Linked DNA regions of Mus musculus: region 1 is linked to region 2. Evidence: chromatin contacts called from public Hi-C data. All regions are on one chromosome and are shown on one strand. Each heading gives the region's core, a stretch centred on a gene start, on an enhancer-like site or on the middle of the called end of the contact. The rest is flanking DNA. Distances are from core to core; before and after follow the strand shown. Region 1 overlaps Gm5860 (predicted gene 5860). Region 2 has its middle 120 kb from the start of Mpdz.

Region 1 (5,655 bases), core at 272-2,771, 520 kb after region 2:
CTGTCCTTTCTACGCTCACACTCAGCAGACATAACACTATGCAGTCACACACAGGTTTGGAAGCAGCCAAAAGAGAAAGAAAAGTGTTTCTCTCTGTAGGCCAAATCCCAAGGCAAAGGAGTTTTGGGAACATGCCTAAATGTTCTAACTTCTGAGAACAGAGGCTGCCTCAAAGGGACAGGGTCATACAAGCTGTAGGTCATGTACAGAAACATCCAGGAGCCAGCAGGAATAACAGGATGCCTAAGAGAGCCTTGAAATCAAGGTCACTCTGAATGTGGGACTCATAATTTGAAAGTTATTGATGTGTATAGGACTGCCGTCTACTTCTCAGGTTGAGTGAACAGGTCAGAAACTTGGGAAATGAGAGTCTTGTTCTGTCTACTTGTCTTCACAGTGTCAAATACAAGTGAGACCTGCCCAGATGTAACAACAAGCAGCTCAACACTAGGCAGGTGTGGACTCCTAACACAGAGCTCCACCAGCCTGGGATCAGAGATCACGAGTGTCTCCATGAGAGATGGTACTTAGAGCCTCTCAGAGCCTTGGAGAACCAGTCAATGTCAAGTATTTGCAGAATCAGACTCCCAAATTAAGAAATTAAATAACTGACACATGGCAATATTTTAACATCACCTTCTATTTTAGCCACTAAAAGCCAAGGGATATATGTATTTAAGAATTTAGGTCTGAGAGTGGTCTATTGTCCCTTCAGCCTGGTCCTCACTTCCCTGTAGTATGGACAGAGATAAAGAGTTCATCATTACTAATAGGAACACCCAGGCATGAGAAAGCTAGAGGAACAATCAGACTGTCACAGCTGGGAGCTGAGATTGTAGCTGAAGACTTTGATATATAATTTCACATTTCAAATGTTTTCTTCAGTCATTACACACACACACACACACACTCACACGTACACATCACACATCACAATACAAAGGTTTGAAACAATTTAAAATTTTTCCCATGTCTTTCCTCACATATGTTCACCAATATCATTTCATGTACCAATATCTATTTAACTATACAATAATTTATGTAAAGAAACTCTCCACTCATCCAAATTTCAGGTCCATTAATAGAGCATCACGGTGCTCCATAAAACCCACCATGGTCACACATACATAGCCTGGGTTTGGGAGGCAGAGCAGGCAGATTTCTGAGTTCGAGGCCAGCCTGGTCTACAGAATGAGTTCCAGGACAGCTGGGGCTACACAGAGAAACCCTGTCTTGGGGGAAAAATGGACTGGGTTCTTCCTTTCTTCATGTAGATTCTGCAAAGTGACAGCCTACCAAGTTCAGAATACATTTTATAGCCCCTCCATCATGAATTCTAAATAGATATTGGCTGCATATTAACAAAAGCAAAGCTGGATCCTGGCCTCTTTTAATATCAAATCAAGACCGAAACCTTCATGAACAAACAGGGACCTTCGGGTGCCCTGCCTGAAAGAAATGGAGCTGCCTTGACATGTGAGCTTTTTCTGGCTCCCCAGAAACCAGAGCAGTTCCTCCCCCAGTGATTTTGTGTGCAGTGCTGAGAACATGAATCTTGGATGCTGTTTCAGAAGGAACCATGAGCCATTTATTCTTAGTCTGAAATTGGCAGGCTTTCTATTTTGGAGAATTTTTAATAGGAGTAGCTGAGGAACCAGCATTAGAGATTATTTTCTCAGTATGGGGTTAGATGTGTAATGCATATGTTCGCCCCGAGGACCCTAAACCACATACTGTAAAACTTTGTTAGAATGCCTCTCTTTGCTATTAACATTTTCCTGGGCCTATTGTTCATTTTTGCTAGGTCCAGCCAAAAGTTTGTACAGCCATGTTTCCCTACAGACCATTATTTTTGTGCTAATTAATTAGCACAACCAATATTTCAGATATGAAATCCAAGCTTTAGTTACTTAGTTTGGCTGAAAAATCTGTTTTCCTAATTATTGACTGTTTTCTACTACTTTAAGTCCACCACCTAGGTTCTTGGACAGAAAGAGCTTGTGGGAGCTGGGGAGGTCTCCAATGGCAACAGCCTTCCACACTGAGTGCTAGAGGGGGAGGAAGGGACTGCAGCTGTCCCTGTCACTGAGGATTTGGGAGGAAGTAAGAGAAAGAAAGGGGAAGATTTATCGGATAGACTTGAAAAGGGAAAAGACCAAGACCTTTGACAACACTAGCATGAGGGCAAACCCTCTGCAGTCACCAAGACACTTGCACACTCTTAAAGAGAACACTGTCTTCATATGGGTTCTGTGAGGAGAAATGGGGGCACATCTGCCAAGAAACATTGCATGTGTCTTGTTGCTTTCCCCTTATGTTTTTGATTGTTTGGATTCATTCCTGAATTCCCAGAACTAAGGTTTTATTTCTAATTTGATAGGAATTTTGGAAGATTGTTTTCTTATTATTTCCAGTATTTTGAGTTTACATTGATTTATCTGATTATTTACATATGGTAATACAAGTATACAGATGTAAATACATATATACACATACATATATGTAATTGTTGTGTGTAACATGCAAATACATACATGTAATCTCCCACCATCTCAGTCTCCATTAGAGTAGGAAAGAAAGGGATGGTCACCAATGTCCTTGAACAGGAAGCCATCAGAGGTCCTCTGCTGTGGGTCCTATATGTGCTTAACAACTAAGGAAGAAAGAGTGAGTATCGATTGGGCAACATAGGACAAGGCTGAAGCTCAGAGAGTTTATGTAACTTGAGGCCATGTCAGACTCCTAATATTCATGAAAATAAAATGTGAAGCAAAGACTGTCTAAAAACAAGCAAACAAAAAAAGAACAAAGACAAACTAAACAACGAAAGAAAGAAAACGATTCTTTCTCCTAATGTCCATTTTTTCAGAAAAGCAGCTTTATGGTTAACATGTGCATGCAGACCATGTATTGCCTCTCATTTGCTTGTTTGTTTGCTTGTTTTGAGGTAAGTTCTCATTCTACTTTAGTGGCTGATCTGAAAGACTCTATGGAGACCATGCTGACCTTGAACTCACAGGGCTCCATCTCCTCTGCTCTCCAGGCGCTAGCACTAAGGCTTGATCCACCAGGCCTGACAGAGAAAACGTCTTAAAAGTCAAGCACTCCTCCTCTTGAGTCCTTGTTGTAAATATTCATTTTAACTCTGAGAGCAGTCTGTAGAAAATGATTGTTGCTGTTAGACACCTGTATTCCTGTTAAATGGAAGAGGCTTTTCCTTCTGAGCAGCAGCCAAGCTATACCTCAGGGGCTTTAAAATTAAACAACGTTTTAGACATGAGAGGCAACAGAAAAGGGGAGAGAAGGGAGGACAAAGAAAAGTAGTCTGAACAAGAGTCGAGGACAAGGTCATGGAATATCTCATGCTAAAGGCATGAGAAGGCCTGGGTCCTTCCTCTTCAGTGTTTGGTGGTGTCTCTGGTATGCTTCATCTCCTTGTTATCCAGAGCCTCAGCTTCCAGAGACGCCTGAGGCTCACAGGCTAACTACAAATCCAGCTCTCCGGTGCTGTGATGGCCACATCTCTTACAGTGACATATACAGGGACTGCAAGGTTAGCCCTCTCTTTACCTCACAGTTTTAACTTTGTAGCTCTATGCAGAACTAGTAATGTTTTGGTCAAGAAAATGTCTCAGTTGGAGCTCATTTTAAGTATTGTGTTGGGAATTTAGGCATTGTGTTGGGAATTTTATCATTATTTATAATTGGAGTATTTTTCAATTTTTAATTATCCTCACACCATCACGTGATTGGGGGCATACTTTATTACTGGCTTAGTATTTTTACATTTGCTCTTATTGGCTCCCACTTTTTATTGATATGTGTATGTGTATACATTTTCCGCAGTGTTTTTTCCCTGTGTTGATGATTAGAGATGTGTCATTCTAACCAAAGCAAATGTCAGTTGCTAAATAACTGATGAGCTCAGCTGACCACCAGAACTGTTGCCCCAGTCAAGTTATCCCACTATCTCCAGCCAAGATCCAGGTACCATGGAGTCAAGTTTAGTGACAAATGTGCTGTCCTTGAACTCTCACAAAAGCACAATGGTACTAAAATGATTTTTAGTGCTATATTTGGGGAGATTTATTACATTAAAAATACCAGAAAATGGGGCTGGCTCAGCATTTAAGAGCACATATTGCTCTTATAGTGGACTCCAGTTCAATTCCCAGAACCCACAACCATCCATAACTCCAGTTCCAGGTGGTACAATATCCTCTTCTGGCCTCTAAGGGTACCAGGCACACATGTGATACACACACATGCATGCAGGCAAAACATCCATACATATAACATAAAATAAATACATCTTTAGAAACATTTGAGATACCAGTAATACAAACTCACAGGATGGCCATTTACCCAGTTTTACCCACAATATCTGCAGTGCACACCTGTGGTTGCAACATAATTCTGAAGGGTAAGCATTTCACCCTCACGGACGACATCCAAGCTCAGATGACAGTTCACCTTCTTACAAGCCAAGCTCTTTAACTGAGTCATGGTCTGGCCAAACTGACCCCGTTTTCTTGCCAATCTTCAGCTCTGCACGTGGGGAGCTAGACGTCACCTGAGTTTTCAGTGGGACTGTAATCACGGATCAGCACACATAAGAATTCAAAGTTCTTAAAAGAATGGACCATCTAGAGACTGCCATATCCATGGATCCATCCCATAATCAGCCTCCAAACGCTGACACCATTGCATACACTAGCAAGATTTTGCTGAAAGGACCCTGATATAGCTGTCTCTTGTGAGACTAGGCCAGGGCCTAGCAAACACAGAAGTGGATGCTCACAGTCAGCTATTGGATGGAACATAGGACCCCCAATGGTGGAGCTAGATAAAGTACCCAAGGAGCTAAACGGATCTGCAACCCTATAAGTGGAACAACAATATGAACAAACCAGTACCCCCTGGAGCTCTTGTCTCTAGCTGCATATGTATCAAAAGATGGCCTAGTCAGCCACCAGTGGAAAGAGAGGCCCCTTGGTCATGCAAACTTTATATGCCTCAGTGCAGGGGAACGCCAGGGCCAAAAAGTGGTAGTGGGTGGACAGGGGGGTTGGGGGGAGGGTATGGGGGACTTTTGGGATAGCATTGGAAATGTAAATGAGGAAAATACCTAATAAAAATATTTAAAAAGAAGAATCAAAGTTTTCCTGAAGTTGTCTCAACACAGAGAGGATTTTGAAAAGTGCATCAGTTCTTCACACCGTGGGCTGTTACTATGTTCACAGCTCTAACTAGCTGGGAATGACAATATGTGAAGAAAAAAAAAAACATTCGAACTGAATATACATGGACTTTGTTCTGCTTCGTGTACAGTCATTCACTGGCATTTACACTGTGTGGAGTATTAAAGTAATGTAGACAGGATTTTAAGATTTGAGCAAGACATGGGGGGATTTTGTGACTGGTATGCCAGATTATATAAGAGACTCCACAGTTGCTATCTATAGAATGTTTCTAGAACAAACTCGTGAGAAACACCAAGGGGCCCCTGCATATCTTAAAGCCAAAAGCTCTCAACAGCTGAAGAGACCAGAATTCTATTTATATTAAGACACCTGGTAACAGAATAAACCGAGGTAAGAAGAGAGGTAAATTTGGGGGAGGAAGAGGCCATTCAAACATTCAGTACCCTGCAGT
Region 2 (5,352 bases), core at 1,828-4,327:
TTCTATTCCAGTTTGAGTTCCTTGGCCACAGGCTATAAAGATTACCACAGTCCCAGTATTTGAAGGATATTTCTACTTTTGGTTCATAGACTTTCATTAAAATAGACTACAAAATAACAATCTCTAAGAACCCCACTCAAGTTTTGTATTTATTTGGCTGATACCTCTATGATGTGTGTGCACTAGCTGTAAGTAGGAAACCGTGGATCTGTGGGGAACCAATGAAGAGAGGATGGAGACTTTATTTTCAAAGGGCCTCCAAGAATAAATACACAGCCAAGCAGCCCAGGTGAGCAAAATGAATGCTGGCTTCTGATCCATCTAGAGTTTTCTCTGTAAAGTGAAGATGAACGTAAAGTGCGCAGCGTTTAAATCAGTGACATTAAAGACTTACCACTTTACCAATCCTAAAATAGAAAATGACTCTCGGGGACAGTGAAGGAGGCAGCCTTCTGTTTGTGGTATTGTAGCAACGGCTTCTGAGGCACCCCTCACACACATACCGCTGTTGCCCAGGGTGGAAGGCTCCTTCCCTGGGTTGCACAAAACAGGGCATGCAGTTGATCGTGTTTCTGAGTATACAAAGAAGTGCTACTTTCTGGGGACAGTAAAACACATTGCATTTTGCAAACAAAACATCAAGCCAAAGGCATGTCACTGTTCACAAAACACATGGAACTTGTTGGAAGGCAAAGGGAAAGAGATCGTTGGCGTTTTAGTGGAAAGGTAGAAAAGAACTATGATATCATCAGGCAGCATCGGGTTCTCTCCGATCGTTTACACTCTTTAGTGTGTCAGGGTTGGTCTGTGCTTGTGTTGATTTCCGGCCTTCCAATCGAGATTAGTTTTACTTTTCATTCTCATAGGAAAAGCGTGACTCTGTCGTTCAGGTAGAATCGAAAAACAAATAGAAATGCTTTGTGGTTCTTAAATGATCTAGATAGCTGGGCAAAAAGGCCCAGTACTATTGCAAGTATAATTTTAGGTGAAAATTTTGTTCCATGTGAAGCATTAATTTTAATAGAGACTTATATATAAATGCTCATTTGAATAATAATGTAAAATTAAATTTAAATTGTAAATACCGTCCAGTACTAGCTGTTTTCTGGCTCGAATTCTTCAGCACATATGGTGCTAGCATAAGCTTGTGCCTGTCTGCCTACTCTGGGTAATTTTGCATGCAAATAGTTTTAGTGCCTATGTTGAGGTGCTAAAACGTGTTTAGTACACTTGAAAATATTTGCATTGCAAAAGGAGAGTGAATCTCCTGAGGAAAATCGAATTGATATTTTGTATTAAGAGACCACTCTGGGTACCGTGTGGTCTTCTTCTATGAAGAATTCTGTTTACAGTACAGCTAGCATTTTTAATTGACCTTTAGAAGAAAAGGTCTGGCAATAGCTTTGCCAACTTTATAAACCGTTGGGCCATCTTCTGGCAACGTTCTTCACACGAATCAGTGGGGCAGAGAGAGAAGGACGTTATCTAGCGGCTTTTGCTGGACTGTCACTTCTCAAGCCTCAGTTTGGTGGACTGGTAAGAGAACTCTGAAAATTATAAACCCAGTTTCAGCTGGAATGAGCCTAACCAATTAGCTAACTAGCTAACCAACTAGCTCAGGGAAGGCTTGCATGCAGGGGAGCAGCCGTGGTTGCCGGGCGTGAGGCCCCACACAGGGTTCCATTTGCCTCAATCCCATCTGCTGCATTTACGGGAACCAGTTCGTTAAGTCTGAATTGAATCCAAATAAAATGCGTTTCTGACGCAAAGCCGATGACTGGTGCCATTCTCCACTGCATTATGTCAAATTAGAGTTTGTTTGGAAAAGAGGTTACAGAGAGCCTGTGCAAATGTCGCTTGCACGGAACATTGATCGAGTAAGAGTTCTGCACAAATTCAACCGCCACTTGCTATAAACAAATTTGCCCCTCCCTAGTTTGACTCCTATTCACCAAGACTGAATCAAAATATTAGAACCTCTAATGAAGTAATAAATAAAATTCAAGACAGGCTAGTAAAAGGTTGGTGGAACTTCTCTGACAGCCATCTTTTCCACGTTTTTAGAGAATTTCATTTTATTACCTATGCTAGTTGGGGAGGAGTGCGTCCTTATAAAATGAAAGTAGTCCAGTGTCTGCAAAAGAACCAAATGATAAGAGGCACAACGGAGGAAGCCAGCATAGAGGATTTCCCTCCCTGCATCTCTCTCCGTAGAGAAGGGAGGCCATGGGATGCTAATGACTTCTGTTGTTGGAGATGGGCAAGTCTGTTTTACCCCAAGCTCCACCAAGAAAGAACTGCCTACTACAGATTGGATGGAGCTTAGAAAGAACTCCAGGGTGTACTCCGGATATTTGTTCTCTTCATCCCTGTCACTTCCCGTAGTGTCTAAGGTGTAGTAGCATTGTGTACTACTAAATATCAGAGATAGGTAGCAGGCAAGAGACAAAGGGAACTCTTTACAAACACAAGCCAGCTTAGAAGGGCTGTCTTTACTATGGGATGAAACTCCTGGTGGCAATCTATTTCTTTACTTTTTTTTTCCTTTTGGGAAAAAAAAAAAAGAGGCCTCTGCTTTATGTAGGACCTTTGCACATCCATCAACCTATTAAGCAACTAAATAAAGCAGTATATGAACAATAAATCATTTTGAATTTCATGCATGCACAAACCTTTTGATACCAAATTGACAAGAGAAACTTGGGTCTGGAGGAGGCTACAGACACTCCTCCAACAGTGTTGCATGTAAGATTAGGAGTTGTTCTCCACTCCTGTCAACTGCTCATTCTGGGTTCCAAATCTCGGGGCTTCTCTTTCCTCTGGTGATGGTGGAGACTAGGATGCTCAGCATGGAATTGTGTGTGTGTGTGTGTGTGTGTGTGTGTGTGTGTAAGAGCCTGCTAGCACATGTGTGGTTGAGGGGGTGGGGGAGCACGCTGTTCAGGATAAACCCACCACACATTTCTGCCATCACAGACGGTGGGCAAACAGCTGTCTGCACAGCTGAGACCACTGGAGCTGCCTGCCCTGCTCCAGTAACTCGTGAGCACATGGCTGGTCCCTGGATGGCACCATGCCCTGTGCAGCAGAGAGGCCCCAGCTTTCCCGAGGCTGAGCAGGCGGGGACTTTGCCACCAGACACAATAAGCATGTGAAATCAGGTCTCATGAATAATTCATCCTTAGTGTCCTATGAAACAAAGAAATGGTATGTTTGCTGGGAGATAACCATGTTCTGGCATTTGTAAATCTTTCTGGATTTGGAGTTGATCATGTTTCTGGTGTTGGAGAAATGTTTTGTTTTGTTGTGTTTTTAAATTTTTTGAACACACACACACACACACACAAAAAAAGTTGGAAATTCAACATAGTAATTTTACAGTGGAGGTCTTCCATGACATATTGAATGGTTTATACGAGTTTGGCTCATGATTTAGGAATCTGAAAAAGTAAAAAAAAATCTCATTTGGTGAAAAGGGATGTTAAAATCGGTTTGCTGCCATAGACTCCAGCAGGACAGAGAGTTCCCAAGATTCTTTCTTTCCGACAAGGCAAGCAGCCCACTCTGCTGGTACATGCTTCATTGCTGTGAGCTGAAAAAGCTGCTGGGCCCCCAGCATCTCACAGCATTGCAGGGAGAACAGATCTCTCGGTTTCGCCATCAATGTACAAAAACATACTTTGGTGAACCGAACTCCAAATTGTAGTGACACTCATATGCTCACCAGTTTAACACCAGTTAAATTAGTAATAAAAAAATAACCCTTCAAGAAAGAGAAGCTACTCTATTCCTTACTGTAGGTGGACTCAATGCAACGGACCTACAGACACTGGGTAGAGCACATTCATTTGCCTAACGGATGCTTCTAGAGGGTTATGTGAATTAGCTGGGTTCCTGAGCTTATTGTAACTGCTATTTATAATTAGAATCTGAGCATCCGTTTCACTAAGTTTTTAATATCCTCAAGAAAAATAAGCCTGAAGAGTTACTCATCTTGGAAATGACAACCTGGTAAAGCAAATCCCAGTCCTGTTCTCTCACTCCACCAGGCATGATCTCATCTATTTCTGCTGTTCACGTGAGCTCTCTCCACACACCTTCTTGCTTTTCTTTCTTCTTGTGAGTTCACGAGTTCCTTGCATCTCTCCAGCTTTCGGGTTCCCTATAAACCCGAACACAAGTTCTTCTGTGTCACTGACCTCACACAATCTCTTCAGTTTGATAGAGAATGTCAGAGAGAGACCACACGGATTTGGCAGAATGAATGTAAAGAGAAGCAGAAATGGGATAAGGTTCTACCAGTTATGGGCTGGAGTGAAAATACAAATCCTTTTCGCTTTAGGGTGACAAGGTTGGAAGATGAGGTATGATTTGGCAGGTGGTATAACTCCTGGTGGATAAAAGTATATGAGCACCTCGAGATGCACCGTGTGAGTGTGTGTGTGTGTGTGTGTGTGTGTGTGTGTGTGTGTGTGTGTGTGAGAGAGAGAGAGAGAGAGAGAGAGAGAGAGAGCACATATGCAGCTGAAGCAGACCTCAGGCCCTTGGAGCTGGTAGAGAGAACCTGAATGTTGTTGACCTTATGTATTTTCTCGTGGTTACTGGATTCCTCCCAGCCGCTGCTGTGAATTCAGTCACCTATGATTGGTATTCTCTACTTGGACTGTTCATGGTCCCTAACACTGTAAATAAAAGCAGGACAGCTCCCAAACTGCTTGCTCTTTAGAAAAGATAATAGACTTTGGAGAGACAAAAACTTGGTCAGTGTTAGCAGTGACTTGGGACCAGTAAGGATTCATTGGAAATGACGGTGGCTGCCTATAAAGAACAAAACATGAAACAAAAACAAAAACAAAAACAAAAACAAAAAACAAAAGCAGAAAAGCAAACGCAAACAAAGACTGGGTCATTCAAGAAGCGTTGTCATTTCCCTTGATTGCCTGTATGTGGCAACTATCAGCTCCAGCCATTACTGCATCACATACCTTGTTTCAGCATGAGTTTGCAGAAGTTGATTGAGTCCCCTCTTCTGAGCACTGTCTTAGACTCAGCGGATTCCTATATTCTGCTGGGGCAACATCACTGAGACTCGTAACATTTGCTTCCAGTATGGAAAAAAAAATCTTTTGTAGGGATAGTAGGCAAATTGATGTTTCTAATTATGTATATTATGGTATAAACTATTTGAGAACTATAAGGATATATAAGCTATCTAAGGATGTCGGCTACAGTAACAAATGACAGGAAATGACAGGAGAGTGACCAACATCAACACATGTGCAATTGGTACGAAGTCCAATGTTAAGCAGTCAGGATCTTCTGATTAGAGACGTCCGGAGTTAATTCTACCCT

What was found. A called contact is a pair of places that touch in the nucleus more often than the background predicts.
Region 1: a contact with region 2 is called in a Hi-C map of cerebral cortex, with 4 times the contacts expected there. The contact joins two enhancer-like sites. A contact is called at or near these places in 3 of 484 Hi-C or Micro-C datasets (brown adipocytes, cerebral cortex and embryonic fibroblasts) and 3 of 115 datasets of contacts at active chromatin or transcription factors (astrocytes, heart atrium and neural progenitor cells).

Annotation. Positions count from the first base shown.
Region 1 is chr4:82,090,985-82,096,639 of GRCm38.p6, forward strand. The region is part of intron 2 of Gm5860 (predicted gene 5860); the gene reads left to right. Among named protein-coding and RNA genes, the nearest start is that of Gm11264, 28 kb to the left of the region's middle. Within about 2 kb of position 1,522, at least 32 of the 459 cell types and tissues checked have an H3K27ac peak or open chromatin away from gene starts, as enhancers often do. A contact at or near this core is called in cerebral cortex and neural progenitor cells, where this site is marked.
Region 2 is chr4:81,565,069-81,570,420 of GRCm38.p6, forward strand. No RefSeq gene overlaps it. Among named protein-coding and RNA genes, the nearest start is that of Mpdz, 120 kb to the left of the region's middle. Within about 2 kb of position 3,078, at least 35 of the 459 cell types and tissues checked have an H3K27ac peak or open chromatin away from gene starts, as enhancers often do. A contact at or near this core is called in cerebral cortex and neural progenitor cells, where this site is marked.